Linked DNA regions of Mus musculus: region 1 is linked to region 2. Evidence: chromatin contacts called from public promoter capture Hi-C data. All regions are on one chromosome and are shown on one strand. Each heading gives the region's core, a stretch centred on a gene start, on an enhancer-like site or on the middle of the called end of the contact. The rest is flanking DNA. Distances are from core to core; before and after follow the strand shown.

Evidence for each region. Promoter capture Hi-C pulls out the DNA fragments that hold promoters and counts their contacts.
Region 1: a contact with region 2 is called in a promoter capture Hi-C map of the HPC-7 cell line, with 2.6 times the contacts expected there. The contact joins the enhancer-like site here to the promoter of Cep20 in region 2. A contact is called at or near these places in 6 of 39 promoter capture datasets (the 3T3-L1 cell line, the HPC-7 cell line, HPC-7-derived erythroid cells and 2 more), 2 of 15 datasets of contacts at CTCF or cohesin (CD8 T cells and the NIH/3T3 cell line), 5 of 484 Hi-C or Micro-C datasets (3T3-L1-derived adipocytes, ECoMG myeloid progenitors, cardiomyocytes and 2 more), 3 of 115 datasets of contacts at active chromatin or transcription factors (the HPC-7 cell line, embryonic stem cells and trophoblast stem cells) and 5 of 9 other capture datasets (adipose tissue, embryonic stem cells, liver and 2 more).

The regions. Positions count from the first base shown.
Region 1 is chr16:14,408,606-14,411,710 of GRCm38.p6, reverse strand. It overlaps Abcc1 (ATP-binding cassette, sub-family C (CFTR/MRP), member 1), which reads right to left. Exons shown (of 31, transcript NM_008576.3): 8 at 778-1,011; 9 at 85-262. Among named protein-coding and RNA genes, the nearest start is that of Abcc1, 49 kb to the right of the region's middle. Within about 2 kb of position 1,765, at least 10 of the 459 cell types and tissues checked have an H3K27ac peak or open chromatin away from gene starts, as enhancers often do. A contact at or near this core is called in the HPC-7 cell line, where this site is marked.
Region 2 is chr16:14,315,907-14,319,128 of GRCm38.p6, reverse strand. Cep20 (centrosomal protein 20) reads left to right here and starts at 1,797. Exons shown (of 5, transcript NM_025345.2): 1 at 1,797-1,835. The coding sequence starts at 1,808.

The DNA.
Region 1 (3,105 bases), core at 516-3,015, 93 kb before region 2:
GGAAATCTCCACAGGTCCTGGAGAGCTCCAGCTAGCTGTCCCTGGATTATGGGGTCACAGGATTGGGTGTGGTGCCTGGCCTACCTTACGATAGACAGCGCCCACCACAGCAGTCTTGATGCGCATGCCACTGACGAAGCAGATATGAAAGTACTGGTGGAGTGCCAGTGTCTGCAGACAGGCGCTGACAAACAGCAGTGCTGTGTAAAAGTAGCCCTGCCAGTCGGGAGCCTCCCTGTCATTCACGAAGTTGATAATCAATCTGTGGGGGTGGGAGGGAGATTTAAGTGTGATACATACAGTAGGGGCAAATACTTTCAAGTCACCCTAGTGATTTCCACCTGAGCCATCCACCAGGCAACACTTTACCTTATAGGGGTGCTATGACTGCCAGGTACCAGATTATTACAACAGAGACCTCTGCCTTGGGATCACGATACCGATAGTTAGGTCTCTCCACCAGCACGTCACTCAAAGGTAGTCAAATAGAGCACACTGAGACCAAGGTGATGGAGAGAAAGATGGCAGAGGCCCGCTTGCTGGATTCTTGGTTTCCAGCTGCAGATATTCATGAGATCTACCTGCACCCTTGCTCTAGACAGTCCCATATCCTCCTAACTTTGGATTCAGGAGGTTTTCGTGACTTGCAATCAAAGTGGCCACAACTCAGATAGTAATTAAACAAAGCTGGGGAAGATGAAGGTAAGGGGCCGGTAACAAGCCTGCTCTGGCATATGACAGGACCGCCCAGGAGGTTATGGGGAACCAGGTTCTTACTCCAAGATCTTGGGGCCGGCAAACATCATCAGGTCATGAAGGGCCTTGTACAGGAAGCTCATGAGGAAGTAGGGACCAAAAGTCTTGTATAACACCTTGAACAGAGAGGGCTCCCGATCCTTGTGGGGTGACTTGACAATCAGTGCCTCCACCTCCTCATTCACATCCAACTGGGAACTTCCCTTAGGCTTGCTGGGATCTTTGGGAGGGGCATACACAATCCGTACAGGCTGCCTATAATGAGAGGAGAGTAAAGCAGTTATCTGGTCTACCAGAGATAGCCCACAGTCAAGAGAATAAAGAAGAGCCGGGCGTGGTGGTGCACGCCTTTAATCCCAGCACTCCGGAGGGAGAGGCAGGCGGATTTCTGAGTTCGAGGCCAGCCTGGTCTACAAAGTGAGTTCCAGGACAGCCAGGACTACACAGAGAAACCCTGTCTCGGAAAAAAAAAAAAAAAAAAAAACAGAATAAAGAAGAACAGAACCCAAGACATATCACCATAGAGTCAAGCTTAATGCAGTGAGTATAACCCTGGACTTGGGAGCCATGGGTTCAGATTCCCCCTGGGCCATCTGCTGGCTGCAACTGCAGGGATACTAAGGCTAGTTTCCTCGTTTGCAAGGCAGGGCTCATAGTAGCCACGCGTGGTGGAATGTGACTGTAACTCCAGTGCTGGGAAGCTGGGAGAAAGAGGTCACAAATTGTCGGCAACGATGAGCAACATAATGAGGCTCTGAGTCAATAAACTGGAAGTCCTGCCTCCCTCATGGATGGACAGAATGACAGGCGTGCTGGCCCCAAGCTCAGCTAGACACACAATCCTAAGAGGCTGTAGCTGAAAAGCATGGCAGCATGATGGCCCCAAACTCCTCTACAGATTCACAATCCCTATCAGAAGCTCAGACGGCTGCTTCGCATCACAGGAAGTGATGGGGCAGTTCTAAAATCTGAAATGGGAACTAGAGACCCAGATAAGCTAAAGCCTTCCTAAAAGAGAAGACAAAGCTGACAGATGTCAAGACAGAAACAAGGAAGCCACACAGGGATCAGTCTGGGCCCACAATTAAGGGCCCAGAAGCTGGTGATTTCTGTCAAGTCTATTCACTGGAAATAAATCTTTTTTTTTTTCCTCAAAAGCTGGTGATAGGCCAGGCAAAGTGGCTCATGCCTGCAATCTTAGCACTTGGGAAGTAGGTAGGAGGAGTGCCAGGAGCCTGGGCTACATACATGTATAGGAAGGGCCTCTCTAAAATTAAACAAAACAAAACAAAATAGTAATAGGAAACTAGATAGCCACATGCAAAGAATAAGCTGGACCATGATACCATATTATGTATAAAAAGCAAAGACTTTTTTCTATTTATGTTTATGTGCACTATATGAATGCAGGTATTTGTGAAAGCCAGAAACGGGTGTTGGATCCCCAGAAACCAAAGGTTACAGGTGGTTGTAAGCTACCTGGGGTGGGTGCTAGGAGCCAACCCTTGGTCCTCTGTACTGGAAGCAGGAGGTCTTACCCATGGAGTCATCTCTCCAGCCCCACAGAAATACACTTAGAAAGGATCCAACTTCTACATGCAGAAGCCAAGAGCTATAAAGCCTGCCAAGCATGACCTGCACGTGCTTGAAGTCCAGCACTTGGCAGATGGAGGCAGGAGAACCTTGACGTTCAAGGTCACTCTCAGCTATATAGGAAAGAAAATACCAGCCTGGGTAGGGTTATGTGCCAAAACTTTATATCAAAGGTGAAACAAAATAAAACCACCACCACCACAAAACAAACCAGTATGGCTACACAAGTTTCCAATCAGACTTGTTTCATAAACTTGAGTCACAATGACTTAGCCCTGTGACCATCCTTCTGTGTGGTGTTGTAGTTCTGTCCTGTCCTACATAGGATAGTCCTGAATAAAGACAAATACCCCACCAGACATCCACACCACTAAAATGCTAACCTGAAGTCCCCTATCTACAGACACAAGTTTATACAGATTGTATTCTTACACATTTATATACAGTACTCCCTCTTATCCATGGATACGACTGGTTCTGTTTTCTTACAAATACCTATGATAAAAGTTTAACCTTCAAGTCAAACATCAGTTTTTTTAAAAAGGAAACACACCATCCTGTAGTAAAATGGCACAATGTAAGTGTGTTCTGTTACTCTCAAAACAACGTCTACTACCCTCACCCTTCCTGTGGTCCTCAGAGACAGCAGACTGAGGCAACGACAGGCCTGTGTTGTACTTTAGACTGCTACCTAAGTCTGGTTTTTGTTTTTAATTTATTTATTTTACGTATATGAGTGCTCTATCTGCATATAAA
Region 2 (3,222 bases), core at 548-3,047:
ACTGACCCAAGCTCCAACTGACCCCAAGAGGGACCAGGCACAGAGAAGTCTTGTCTCTAAAAAGTTGATATAACCTTGGCATTATGAGTGGGCCAGTGTCATGTATATCTACTTGGAAACTTTCTTTTAATTTGTGCCTTTCCCCATTCTCGGCCCTACTCACTCCCAAGATAGAGGCGGAGCCCACTCTGACCCCAGAAGGTTAGGGAAGAAGTGAGGTTAAGAAGGTTAAGGGAAAGTTTGAGATGACGGCTCTGTATCTATTTTTGGTGAGCATGGTGAGAATACTAAGTCACATAATGCTTTGCCTCTGGAATTCCTCATCAGTATATCAATAGTGCTGTTCACCTGTAGAATTGGTTAATCCTTCTAATTTCCTGAGCTACTGACCAAGTATTCAGGCACCATGGTTTTACAAAATAGGAAAGCCTAACTGAGTAAGACCATTCTAAGGCTACAGAACAGGTTTCGAAGGTTACTCAGGTCTTCAAATTTATGCAGCAAGAACTTTATTCACTGAGCCATTCCTCTAAATGGATTTCAAACTTTAAAACTGCTACCCACTTTAAGAAATATCTCAGAAGCCTGATATGGTGATGTACTCCTGTCATTGCAGCACTTGGGAGGCTAAAGAAAGGAGGGCTAATTCAAAGCCACCCTGTGCACTTCAGAAAAAAAACAAAACAAAGCTAATCTTAGGAAGAACATACATCTATCTCCCTGAGGCAAATTTAAAAACAAAACCAAGTTGTGGCAGTATAGGGGCGTTCATCACTTTGAGAATGAGGCAAAAAGAGTGTTTGTTGTTAGTTCAATGTCAGCCTGAGCTACAGAGTGAATGCCCAGATAGCGTGGACTACAAGATGAGACAAAAACAAACAAACACCCAATGATTTCTTTTAAAGTCTATATTTTCTATTTCTTACAGTTTACTTCCTCGAAAATATGCTCACTAGCATCCACTCATAGACTTCCACTATTGGGCTGTCCAGAATTTTAAGGGTCCAGTGTCTTAGACTCCCTGGAGAGTCAACTGCCATTATACTGCCTCACATTTTGAATGTATTATTCCCATGTTTGTTCTTCTTAATCTTTTATCAGCTGTTTCCACAAACAACTCGAGGATTCCAAATGTACTCGGTGTTAACGGTAGTGTAGAGAGCAAGCTTTGAAGAGATGCTGGCCTGGGTTTAGGTTATCACCTGCTCCACCATTTGCCAGTGATCTTCCTTTAGACACTCAACTTCCTCCTCTGTATAACGGGCATCATTGACCTGAGGCGTGTAAAGACTTCCTAGTGTTCACTTTCGAGTGGGTGCCGTGTAAGATGATTTTTAAGGTGGCACTTCTCAGACTAACAGCATCCATCCACAGCATTCTGGAAGTTGACAGAAAAACCAACTCTTGGTCCGTGCCTCAGAAAGACCCAAGGGTGGGTCAGAGCAGTCTGTTCTAACCAGTCTTCCAGGTAATTCTGACGCTGGGTTGTGTCTGGGACTCGGACTGAGCACAAAGCCTGCCAAGGTGCGGGGAGGGGAGGTGAACAATCAGCACCTTGACCTGTAGGACTTGGGCGGCGACAAAAGGCAAAGCAGTTGGGTACAGATTTGGCTCTGGCTCCAAGCTTTTCTGCAGTGTAGCCCGCCTCACACGGTCGCTGATTGGTGGAGTCTCATGTGGCGGCTCGCCAATCACCGGAGCGCAGGCACAGACGCGGTCTAGCAGAGCCATACTCCTATTGGTTGGAGGCCGCGCCGAGAGCCGTGCGTACGCACTGGAGAGGCGTGGCACCAGCAGCCGTTGAAAAATGGCGACTGTTACGGAACTGAAAGCTGGTGAGTGCATTGAGGGGATGCTCGGTTGCGGGAAGCGTCGAACCTTCCGTATATGATAGGGATGGGACAGAAGGAGAGCGCGCGGGACATCGGCTCATCTTTTTCCAGGGTCGTTCTAGGGTGGCAGGGCCCACCAGGGGCGGCCTTTGCGCATGCGCTATGTTAGGGCCAGCCTTTGAGCTGGAGGAAGGGACTGGTATCTGTTGTCCCCTCAGGACCTCTGGGTATCTCTTAGAACCCTACTGAGCAGACAGCGCCCAAAGGCCTGCGTTCCGAGCTGACCACGACAACACCACAGCCACGATTTGGTGACAGACACACTTCCCAATGATTTGCACGGCTAGCCCATCCGGACGACAACGTATGGCTAGGTCCTCCTTGTCCTTTGGCAGAAACCTGAGACAGAGTTGTCCATCCTGGCGGCTCTTCAGGATTTTTCGGAAGAGGTTTTCCAAAATGGTTGGTTGTGTGCAGGGTGCATGCAGGTTCCATCCCCAGGACTACAAAACAAGGAGTAGACATCAATAACGCGTGTATACTGTTAACTCTGAATAGTAATTAGAGTTAACGTTTGAGTTGTAATTGGAGTTAAGGTTCAGTATGTGATTCTATCAGACCCTTAACAACTCATCCAACTTGATTCTGTGTAGCAACGCTATGTCCATTTCATACATGAGAGTTGGAATATTTCATCCACGATAATTTAGATAGAAATCGACTCGTGTGGAAACCCCATAAGGTGCACTGGCTTAATCATGCCATTCTGCTTCCCGTAGAATAAACCTAGTTCTGAGTGTCAAGGAATTCAGAGACTAAGCCAACGGTAATGGAAATCTGGAGAGAACCAAATGGAATAGTTTGGAGACTAAGATGTAGTAACTATTGACTGCATATGTATTGGGGACACTGCTGGTGAGCATTCCAAAAGCAGACATACCTCAGTCCCCAGGAGGGACTTCACATGAGTCAATGAGCTGTTCTGGGGATGGGAGTATACATAGTACATGTATATTGTATAAACTTTTCATAGGATTTCAAGATAAAGTCTATGGAAAAGAAGTTGGGTTAAGACCAATTCCTGAAGGCATTTTTATAATAATAGCATTGTAAGCATAAGACTACAAGTAGCAAAATGATAAAAGAGCCCAGAGGTTATCCCTACAAATTGAGGGGGACCTCCTTATATATGTTCTTCTGCGTTCTCTGGTTCTTGGTATGCTTTGTGTCTGAGAGAAAAGTAATAAAAACTTGTTCCTAATCAGTGATCTTACATTTTCTGGGCTTTTACTGGTCTAAAACCTCTTCCATTTCACCTAGCTCTTTCTCTGAGAAGTAGAGTTCATTACCTCGGAGAAGGCAGCTGAGGCATGGTTTAGGAATCTGCCAC